Regions from separate parts of the Hordeum vulgare genome. Here region 1 is linked to region 2. The links are chromatin contacts, called in public Hi-C maps. All regions are on one chromosome and are shown on one strand. The core of a region is the stretch at or near the end of the contact, and the rest is flanking DNA. Distances in the headings are between cores, read along the strand shown.

What was found. Hi-C and Micro-C count contacts between places; a contact is called where the count stands out from the background.
Region 1: a Hi-C map of seedling shows a contact between it and region 2, with 3 times the contacts expected there. The contact joins the promoter of LOC123446229 here to the promoter of LOC123448082 in region 2. A contact is called at or near these places in 2 of 6 Hi-C or Micro-C datasets (leaf and seedling) and 1 of 1 datasets of contacts at active chromatin or transcription factors (embryo).

Annotation. Positions count from the first base shown.
Region 1 is chr4H:117,626,908-117,632,538 of MorexV3_pseudomolecules_assembly, reverse strand. It overlaps LOC123446229, which reads right to left and starts at 2,233. Exons shown (of 3, transcript XM_045122905.1): 1 at 1,365-2,233; 2 at 883-1,285; 3 at 143-769. The coding sequence starts at 1,009. The coding sequence ends at 522.
Region 2 is chr4H:117,309,510-117,314,960 of MorexV3_pseudomolecules_assembly, reverse strand. LOC123448082 (pathogenesis-related genes transcriptional activator PTI6-like) reads left to right here and starts at 4,023. Exons shown (of 1, transcript XM_045124852.1): 1 at 4,023-5,451. The coding sequence starts at 4,280. The coding sequence ends at 5,218.

The sequences.
Region 1 (5,631 bases), core at 984-3,483, 320 kb before region 2:
AAGCTTGCAAAAAGGATTTTTGGAGTGGATCCCCACACACACACACACTCACATGCAAGCACATCTCACACACATCCACTCACATGCAAGCACATCTCACACACATCCACTCACATAACATTTCACAAGCATGATGCAAAAATGAAATGAGGATATTATGCCATGATGAAATGACATGAAGGAAAACAAGTTATTACTCAAACCACATGATGGCATCCATTGAATGTTCAACGTGGAATCTATTAGAAATAAGGAAAGGGGGCACTTGGGCTGTTACATGTAGTGTGCCTGCAGTTGCCGGAAGTCCTTGCCCAAGGACGCCAAGATGCCATGCTCTTTTTCCCTCATTGTTCACATCGAGCGGGTCAAGAGTCACTTACCCTCCTGGAGTGGTGATTGCCTCATCTATGACAGCCCGCTCAGAGAAGACCTTGAAGACATCGTCGCCGGGGAAATTGATGAATTCCAAGTCGCCCACCCGTAGGTATCGGCTCAAGGGAAGCTCCACCATCGACGATGAGCTAGCAGCGCTCGTGCGAGCGGCGTGGAGCAGAAAGGACATGTTCTCTTGTGGCACCCCGGCGACAGGGACACCTCCGATGCCCGTCACCATATCCAGGGCCGACCCCAAGAGGACCTGCTTGCCGGTGTCCCGGGGGCAGATGTGCATGCTCCTCCTCCGGCGCGACGCGGTTGGCCTCCTCGGCCACCTCCTTGGTGATCACCTCGATGTTGCAATCGATGCCGAGGTCCTTTGGCACCGCCGGACCTTAAGACAATAGCAAGAATAATGGAACTGAGAAGAAGTTCAAGAAGACAAAATGAAGAAGGAAACAAAGGCGCAGGGACGAAGACCAACATTCTGGTGGTAGGAGAACTTACCAGTGGACTCCCGCCGGGGAGGCGCCTCGCTCTCTCCGGCGGTGACCTTCGTTGATGCCTGCTCGTCGAGGGTCTTCCCCGCTAGCGTTTCATCAACCGGGGCAGTCTCCACGACAAGGACCGCCATGCGAGGACTCCCCTCATAGGTCGAGCCCTCCCGTGCCGCCTCCACGTGTTCCTATCCTGCCTACACAAGGGTCAAGGTGGAGGCGCCGGTGGTGTCGCCCTCGTCCTCTGTTGTGTGCTAGGGAGGAGCTTCTTGCCGGGGGCTGGGCGGGAGTCGAGGTCCACGATCTCCCTCTCACGCGAAGGAACCCGCTCCTGTGGGGTGCTTGCCATGCCTCCGGCACCGGACGTCCGGCCCGCCATCCTGGCCATCCTCTACGCCAAGGTCTCCTCGACTCTTCAACCACAGTACGGAACAAGGCTCAACAAGGAGCAAACAAGAATCATAAACAAGACCACGTGGAATCGACACTTACTTGTCATCTTCCTCCCCCCGAGCTGAAGGCACACATGTCCCACCCGCCCCTTGCTGCTGGGCGGGGGCTAGTGGCGGGGTAAGCAACACTGATCCTCCTGCCGGGGGCAGGGCTTGATGCATGTTGGGCGCAAGACTGTCGTGTCTGCCGCGGGCGGGCAACGCTCGCGGTGGGGTCCTCCTCTTCCTCCTTGCCTTCGACCTCCGGGGAAGAGGATCGACAGACTAGCTCCCCCGTGGCTGCCTTGAGGAGCGCGCGCGCCCTTTTTGGGGCGGCCCGCGCCGGGGGCTCCCTCGGCTCTGGTTCCCCGCCAGCATCGGCACCCACATCACCGGCGACCTCGATGGAAGTAGGCCACTCCGGAGTATCTTGGGTCGGCGGCTCGACATCGACATCCTCACATTTGCCCTCTTCGGGCGTGGGAACTTTCGAGCTGTTGGTGCCGGCATCCAAGCCCGCCTCCGTGACCCGTCGACCAATGTACGCGACCTCCGCTGGCGTGGTGGGACGAACCATATGCCCCTCGTCCCTGATGTGCACCTCCTCTAGAGTATTAAACAACTCCTGTACCTCCTCCTTTGCTGGGGGCTTCCACGTGGGGTCCACCCCATGGCATCATCACCACTATCGCGTCACGGCAACAGTTGTTGTGGAGTGGGACGATAGTCGACGAGAGGATGAACTTTTCCTCCGGGAAGAAGAGCTGGCAGCAGAAGTTGGTGAGATCCAAGAAGGTCAGATCGCCGTCGAGCCCGGGGTGGATCTGCATGATGTTTGCGGGCCCGCTGTACTCCCAGGCGAAGCGCTTCCGATCCTGGGGGCGATGTGCCTGGCGAGTAAGTCTGAGCCCACAATTTATATGGCGAGCCCCGCGGCTTTGAGCCAAAGCAAGCGGATAATCGCTATCTCCAGCTTCGCGTCATCCTTGGCGAGGGCGCTCTAGTCGCTCCTGCGGACGGGCTCAAGCGTTTGAGCCTTGTAGAAGGATAGGTGCATATTGTCAACGATGTAACACCAGTCCCCTCGCCACTCCTCCCACCTATGGTGTAGGAGGCCTAGGCGATACTCTTCCTTGCAGCGAGGCAAGGAATCCAAGTAACGCTGTCGGAGATGGCGTCCTTGCCCTCTATGAGAGGAAAGAAGAAGTGGCGGAAGAGGGAGACATTGGGGTCCACCCCAATAAAGTTTTTCCACAAATGCGCGAAAACGAACATGGTGGTCGCCGTGTTCAGCGTGAAATCGAGTAGGTGGAACCCATAGGTCTCCATCAGATCCAAGAAGAAGGCCGAAAAAGGATGGGCCGATCCGTAGTAGAAGTACGTCACGAAAAACGGGTACTTCTCACGACTGTCTTCGACATCCCCCGGAAGCACCACCGGAGCCGGGTGCGCCTTCGTCTCCCTCCCCTACATTGGAACATACTTCGAGAAAAGGTCGTGCTGCAGAAGAGAGCAGGGGTAGAAGACAGTAGATTTCCTCCTCCTCCTTGCCACATCCTCCTTCACCTCTGCTTCGGTCGCCTTCTTGGGCTTCTTTGCCACACCAATCGCGGTGGAAGGGGTCAAGCGCATCGACACCATGGCAGTCCCGTGAAATAGGCGGCGGCTAGGACGAGGAAGAAGGAGAAGGGAGGAGGCTTGGGGGTTCTCCGGCTGTGCGTTGTGAAGGCTCAAAGAGAGGCGGGAAGCAACATAGCAGCATGGACGCGACTGGGGGAGGGAACAAGTCCTCTGCAAAAAAGTTGTTTATACACACGCGGAGGACGCAAGGGTCACCTCCCCGAGAAGCGCACGATATGATTTCTGAAGCACGGCCCCTTGAGGAAACCATCTCACCACTCCCATGACATGCGGTAAATGCGCGTCGTTTGAGCAGTCAACAAAACCATCATTATAGGGAAGTGCGGCCGCGCATGCCCATGCATTGTTTTGGGCCTTGCCCGACAACGCTCCACACACGTGTGTATGGTCAAGGCTTGGGGGATATTGTCGGTGTCCTGAGAAATGGGGTCCTTAGTCCCCATGACTTAGGCACATGCATCCGCGGCCACATGCCGGCAACTTCTTGCCAGGCTCACTCCAATCCCCGGGGCAAACCAAGACCAAGAGCGAGGCGGCCCGGCAAGACTCCCAACAACCTATGCAGACATCCACTCGCAGCGCCCGGCAAGATCCCAGCCTACCAAGTCACCGCTCCACCTCACCAGAGGGCTGATTGTCTACATCCGCCGAGGTGTCGAGCGGGCAGGCAGGCACGCAGATCTGGCAGAGGCATGTGGTCGTGGCAGCGGGCGTGTCCCAGCCGCGATGACACCCGTCGCTCGGTGTGGCGGCAGAATAAGAGGTAGTTGGACGAACGACACACAGAGACAGACAATCCTTACAGGGAGATGTCGCCCACGTGCCACCTCACGGCGCATTCAGCGCGCCTGTCCCAGTCCATCAGAGTTAGGTATTTCCCACTACCTATTCTGGCAAGCAGCCCCGTCAGTGTAGTACGCACTGTACGCCCAGTAAAATGAGCGTTTTTGAGACTGTGGTAACCCAATTACCTATAAAAGGATGTCCATGGCCACCGGAAGAAGGGTCGACACCCTATTCAATTGCACGCGTATCTGAGCCCCTCGAGCATCCTTGCCGGGCAGCTGCGCTCCTGTACTCAACTCACCTAATCAACTACAACCAAAAATGGGACGTGGGATTTTACGCTCCCGAGAGGCCCAAGCGTGTATAAACCCTCGCGTGTGATCCGGCCGATTGATGCTCTTTGCATGCCGAGCCCCCCAGAACCGTAAAGGGGCCTCCCAGCTCCCATAGATTGTCGTTGGAGCTTTCCCCCGATAGTGAGATGGTCAGGATGGGGGAGAGCACATGCTTGAAGACTACTGTCAAGTTTTCTCATGTTGTGATGAGGTGTCTGGAGTAGAGTATCTCACATAACCAAATTCTCAAGACACAGAGAAGTTATTAGCTATTGAAGAGGCCATGAGGTTTCCAGGAATGCTCGGATCAATTGATTGCATGCATTAGCACTAGAAGAACTGCCCCAATGGTTTGTGAGGAATGGATGAAGGTCACACCAAAGAGGCCATCATCAAACTAGAAGCATTGACATCACATGACTTATGGATTTGACATGCTTTCTTTGGAATGTCGGGTTCTCACAGTGACATCAACATGCTTCAACAATCTCTGGTGTTCATGAGACTTTGCAACGGGGAATCACCTCCGTGCAACTACATAGTCAACCACCGAGACTCAACATGGCATACTATTTTGACGATGGCATATATCCTCAGTGGGCTACATTTGTGACGACCATATCCGAACCACACGAAACCAAACAAAAGCACTTCGCAACAATGCATGAAGCAACTAGGAAGGATGTGGAGAGGGCTTTCGGAGTGCTTCAAGCGAGTTGGGGGATTGTCCGTGGGGCTGCATTGATGTGGGAATCAGAAACTTTGTGGAAGCTGATGACATGTTGTGTTATTTTGCACAATTTGATCGTCGAGGATGCGGGTTATGTTGTAGCTCAAAGCAATGATTTTGAAGCACCTGAAGAACAAGTTAAAATCTATAAAAACCAAGATACAGTTCAGCTTATGAAATTTCTATAGATGTATCAGAATCTCCGAGATCATCATGTGTATGCGCAACTACTCAATGATCTGGTGGATCATATGTCGACCCACAACGAATATCAAGAAGGAGATGATTGATTGCGCAGTTAAAATAAATTTGATGTAAATGCTATTTATGTTTGGTACCAATATTTGTTATTTACGTGTAACATTAGTTTGTGTGACCAACGAACTCCCTCTATTCCTAAATATAAGTCTTTCTAGCGATTCCACTATGGGCTACATAGGGAGCAAAATGAGTAAATATACACCCTAAATTATGTCTATATACATCCGTATGTAGTTCGTGGTGGATTCTATAAAATACTTATATTTAGAAACGGAGAGAGTACATGGTTTGGCATGAATTTGAGAGTCCGGATGTGAGATATGTGGATGTAGAAAGCGATATATGAGGGGACATGTGGATACGTCCGTTTGCGTGCCCGGGTGCGTCCACAGACGTATAGGGGCCGGATTTTCCCAGTCTGGTTGTAGATGCTCTAAGAGAAACTCCAACCGCGTGACCTAAACGGACGCGCTCTTTGTCAGTGTTTTGTCCATTTGGGTTGGTGTGTCTGCTGTTGGAATTATGCCCTAGAGGCAATAATAAATATATAGTTATTATAATTCCTGTATCAAGAT
Region 2 (5,451 bases), core at 2,774-5,273:
GGGCGGTCTAGACTAAATTGAGGCAGACCAGTCGACGCGTTCGGACAGGCTATGTCCTGGCAGTAGAACCACGTTGACTGCCAGTTCCTAACCGACTCGTTCAACTGGAGAGCAGGGTAGCTACTCCGACTCTTTTTCTGAAACCCTAAACCCCCGCAGAGCTGGAGGAGATGCGTCTTGTCATCCGACTGACTAAGACGTTTGATGGTTTGAGAGCGGGCGGAGAAGATATGTTTGAATAAACCCCAATGGGGGCCAACCGATAAAGCATTCGCACAGAACAATGAAGGCAGAAAGGTGGGCAATGGCATTCGGAGGGAAGTGATGGAGTTGAGCACCAAAATGATTCATGATGCCTTTGAAGAAGGGATGCGGGGGGAGAGAAAAACCTCTGTGAACATGGCTGAGGAGCAAGACGCGCTCCCCCTCCCGTGGCGCCGGCTCGACCTCGTCGTCCGTCGGCAGCCTCCAAGACTTATGCACGAGCTGGCCATGCTCTACCAGCTCCAACAAGTCCCCCTCCGTCACCGTGGAGGGGAGAAAGTCTCCCTGGATCCACCCCGCCGGCAACGGCCGCTGCCGCCGCTGCGCAGCCGCCGCCTTGTTCTTCTTCTTCCTTGCCTCCATCTTGCTGGTCTGACCCTTGGTCATGGCGGCGAAGGCGAGCTCTCGAGAAAGAGGGGAAGGGAAGGGCGTACAGGCGCAGGAGGTGGCAAGGAAGACGGAGCAAGCAAGAGCGAAGGATTCGGCGATTGTAACCGAAAGGTCTCGTCGCCCAGAGTTAAATAGAACACCGACTGGGTCGCTGGCGAGCGGGCCCGAAATCTTATCCACCCAACCAACCGCGACGGTATCGGTGGAGGAGTTAAAGGCGCGAGGATCGAGGAGTCAGGCGCTACTCGAGCGCGCTGACGTCGCCCCCGCTGAGCGTGCGGAACCCGAAATTTGAGATCCCGGAAAATCCGCCGCTGTCAGTTGACCGGTCGCGCCAAAAGATGCCGTGGAAGTACTCGGTTTCCGACTGTCTGTTTCGCAAGCACTTCCACTCGGAGCATTGGTCGAGAGACATAAAATGGATAGAGGCAAGCAACGCCCAAGCCAAACCTAGTTCAGTCGGATCTGAACCTCAAGCACCGCTTCTACGTTTCAACCCCAATCCATTCGGGGACTAATGATGGGGTCATAGTCCTAGGGTAGGGTCATAGGCCTGCCGTACACGTCCTACCCAAGGACTACCCCACACAAAGGACAGGACCCTAAGTCTGCCCCGACTGAATCAAGGTATCCCCGTCATCCAGTCGGTAACAGGCCCTGAATCATCCAGTCGGTAACTAGCATTCGGAGGACACCAGGCTCACCGACTGGATACACTCGGTACGTCGTAACCTCTCCGGAGGGAAACTGCCGTACGTTTCCGGGTGCATCTATTAGCATTTAGAGCATACGTTACGTGTAACGTCCGCATTCAATCGCCACTACTCCACCCCTGAGTCAGAACCGTTGTGGGGGGCTGCGCACTCTATATAAGCCGCCCTCCCCCACTGGTAAAGGGGTTAGCAAATCTTTGTAATCCATATCACACTCGGTAACAAGCTCCGAGAGCACTGAGACGTAGGGCTGTTACCTCCTCCGCAGAGGGGCCTGAACTCATACAACCTCACCGTAGCTAGGACTCTGCCCATCTCATTCGTACCCTACACATCTACTGTCAGGCTTATACCCACGACACCAATGAATTGTGAGTTTATGTTCAGATTATCTATGAATATTATTTGAGTCTTTTCTAAATTTTGTATGCATGATTTCATATCTTTGCAAGTCTCTTCGACTTATTGGTTTGGTGTAATCAACTAGATTGGTAATTCTTGCAATGGAACAAGTGCTTAGTTTTGGGTTCAATCTTGCGGTGTCCTCACCCAGAGATAGTAGGGGTAGCGTGGCACGTATTGTATTGTTGTCATCAAAGGTAAAAGACGGGATTTTCATCATATTTCTTGAGTTTATTTCTCTACATCATGTCATCTTACTTAATGCGTTACTCTGTTCTTCATGAACTTAATACTCTAGATGCAGGAGGAGTCAGTCGATGTGTGGAGTAATAGTAGTAGATGCAAAATCGTTTCGGTCTACTTGATACAGACGTGATGCCTATATGCATAATCATTGCCTTCGATATCTTCATAACTATTCGTTTTTCTATCAATTGCTCGACAGTTATTTGTTAACCCAACGTATTATTTTCCTTTATGAGAGAAGCCTCTAGTGAAACTTATGGCCCCCGGGTCTATTTTCCATAATATATTTTCAGATCTATAAACCAAAAATATCAAAAAATACTTTGCTGCAATTTATTTACTTTAATTTTACTTTCAGATCTATCAATATTATATATATATCTCTATCAGATCTCATCCTTGAAAATAACTCTGAAGGGACTCATAACCCCTTTGTAGCATTGGGTGCAAGTGTTTTATTTTTTATGTAGGTACTACTATTGGAGCCTTGCTTGTTCCTCCTACTGGATTGATACCTTGGTTCTAAATAAACCGAGGGAAATACTTATCTATTTTGCTGCATCACCCTTTCCTTTTCAAAGGAAAGCCAACGCAAGCTCAAGAGGTAGCAAGTAGGATTGAGCGTTGACAGTGGCTTCGCGCGCGGACAGACGACAGTAGACATTCGAGTGGCTAGAGGCGGATTGAGCGCTTGCATGCGGCACCGAGGCATTGCCCAGACTGGGTGGACTAGTACTCGGCTAGTCCATGGCAAGCGCGGTCCGTCGCCAACCGGGTTCGCCAAATCCCGTCGATAAGATGCGCCAAATCTCGTCGCCGCCACATCGGCCTTTCACACCGGCAAGAAGGAGGCGCTACCGGTGGATGTGCTGTTGGGTGGAGAAGGGAGGGGGCCGGAGAGCAAGGTGGCACCAAAAATGAGCGCCGGTCTAGGTTCTGTGCATTTCCGGCGACGGATGAGGGAAGAAGATAAAAGGACGAGACTGTGCCGTCGATGGGCGGGTCAGGGAAAGGAGCACGCGGATGAGGTGTGTGTCCATTTCGTGTCCGCATCGACCTAAATTTAAGCGTGAAATAAATCACAAACGGACAAAAAATTAATGCGTGTTCGTTGAGTCGATGCGTTGGGTCGTGTTTGTCTGCACAGATGAAATGGATTGCGCAGTTGGATGTGGTCTGATCTGCCCGTGATTAGTTGAAGAGACGATCGGTGTCCTGAAGACGAGAAACGCAGGAGATGGTTAGAGTACTGCGAGCCGAACTGCACTCATGAGTCGGGAAATACCCTTGGGCGGGTCGTGCCCGTGGTGTCCCCGTCTCGCTGTTAGGTGAGCCAAGAAAACAGAGGAATACACCACGTGCCCATGCGTTCACGCACGACACGCCGCGCGCTCATCCTCGCCGTTCCGATGCGTCGAGCCCACACATCCCAGGCGCTCGCGTGTCGACTGCGGAGTTCGGGAGAGAGGCCGAGGCGACCACACCACCCTTGAAAACATGACCAGTTTACCCCTGGGCACACGCGGTAAAATACGCTCAGTGCCCCTGGTGCTGCTGTGTCGGCCTGCCGTACGGACGGGCCACATCGCCACGACACATCCGACGGGCGCCCCAGCTCCACGCCACCCCACTTGCTCTCCGGCATGTCAGAAACTATTTATCACCGCCCCGCTACCTACCCATCATCCGCCCCCGCTGCGCCCGACCTGGCGGCAACGAAACTTTATCCCGTGGCCCCGCACGTCAGCGTGGTGGGGTACTTTGAATTCCGCGAAGTGGTTGTAGATATTTACCGCTCACGTGAAGTGACCAACACGCTCCACTGACGCGTGGGTCCGGAGCCAGCTGGACAGCAGAGCAGCAGCAGCCGCCGCAGCGCGGCTCGCCCGCCAAGCCGGAAGCAGCTTTGCACCGGGGGCACCATCGTTGTCTTAACTGACACACGGGTCCCAGATAGTCCCGGACCCCACAGGTCCGTGGGCAGCAGAGTTCCCGGAGATGGCAAATTTGCATAAATACCCCCTGCCACCGCGCGCTTCACGCCTCCCTCTTGCACGCTCTTTTACACTTCGCCCATTCCCATTTCCCACTCCGGCACACCCCCTCTCTGTTTACAGGTGGAGATAGAGAGAGAAGCGCGGAACCCCATCCAATCCTTTCTCTCTCTAAAACCCTCCCAAAACCACCACACCCAGCAGGAGAACTCCGCCAATCCGTCGCCAGCTGATGAAATCGGGGCTTGCTGCTGTCAACTGTCGCCGGTGATGGACGGTTGCTGGCGGCTCCCTGGAGGCCACGGCGGCGCCGCCGCCGCCGGCCGCGTCCTCCGCGTGCACTTCCTGGACGCCGATGCCACCGACGACTCCGACGAGGAGACGAGCCAGCTTCAGCGACGCGGGGCGCGGCGGTGCGTCCGGGAGATCGGCCTGCCGCCCGCTTCGTTCCATCTTCCATCCGCCGCGGCGGGTGCGGTGAGCAGCTCCTCCCACTGGACGCGCCAGAAGAGGTTGAGGGCGGCCGCGGCCGGCAAGACGCGTACGTTGGTGGCGGGCGGCGAGGATGACTGGTACCCGGGGACTACGGCGGCCCGGCGATTTCGCGGCGTGAGGCGGCGCCCGTGGGGCAAGTGGGCGTCGGAGATCCGCGACCCGAAGCAGGGGCGGCGCGTCTGGCTTGGCACCTTCGACACCGCCGAGGAGGCCAAGTCCGTCTATGACTCCGCGGTGGTCCGCCTCCGTGGCCCGGGGGCAGTCAGCAACGCCATCGCCCGCTCCCCCTCGCCGCCCCTCTCCACCGTAACGGCGTCCGTTCCGTCGCCGTCGACATCCGCGGCCTCTCCCCCGTTGCCCTCCACCACGGCGGTCTCTCCTCCGTCGCTCTTCGCCACGGCGGCCTCTCCCCCGGTGCCCTCCACCACGGCGGCCTCTCCTACGTCGCCCTCCACCACGGCGGCCTCTCCCCCGTCGCCCTCCACCACGGCGGCCTCTCAGTCGGCGGCGACCACCAGCTGGTCCTTGGTGAACGCGGACGAGGAGGTGACGGCAGCGTTCGGCATGGGATTCGTCGACGAGGAGACCTCCCTGAACAACCTGATGCAGTTCTGCCTCCCCGCGACGTGCAGCAGCAGGTGGGACCCCTCGGCGGACTTCGTGGAGCTCGCGGACCTCGACGACCTCTTCGCGCCGGAGCCCCTGTCGGCCTGACCGGACCGGAGCGGCGATGGCAACTCCACCGCAACTTTTTGAAAGAGAACAGTTTTAAACATAATTTTATTTTATTTCTCGGGAGTCTGCAAATTTTGAGAGGCGTGCGCAAATATTTATCCGAAACTTTTGCTTGGCGTTTTATTTCGAGAGAGGAATAAATCGTGGCGGCAGGAGGAAAAAAGACCGAAATGTTGTCTTTTTCCTCTGAGGCCTAGGCGTTTAGCTTAGGG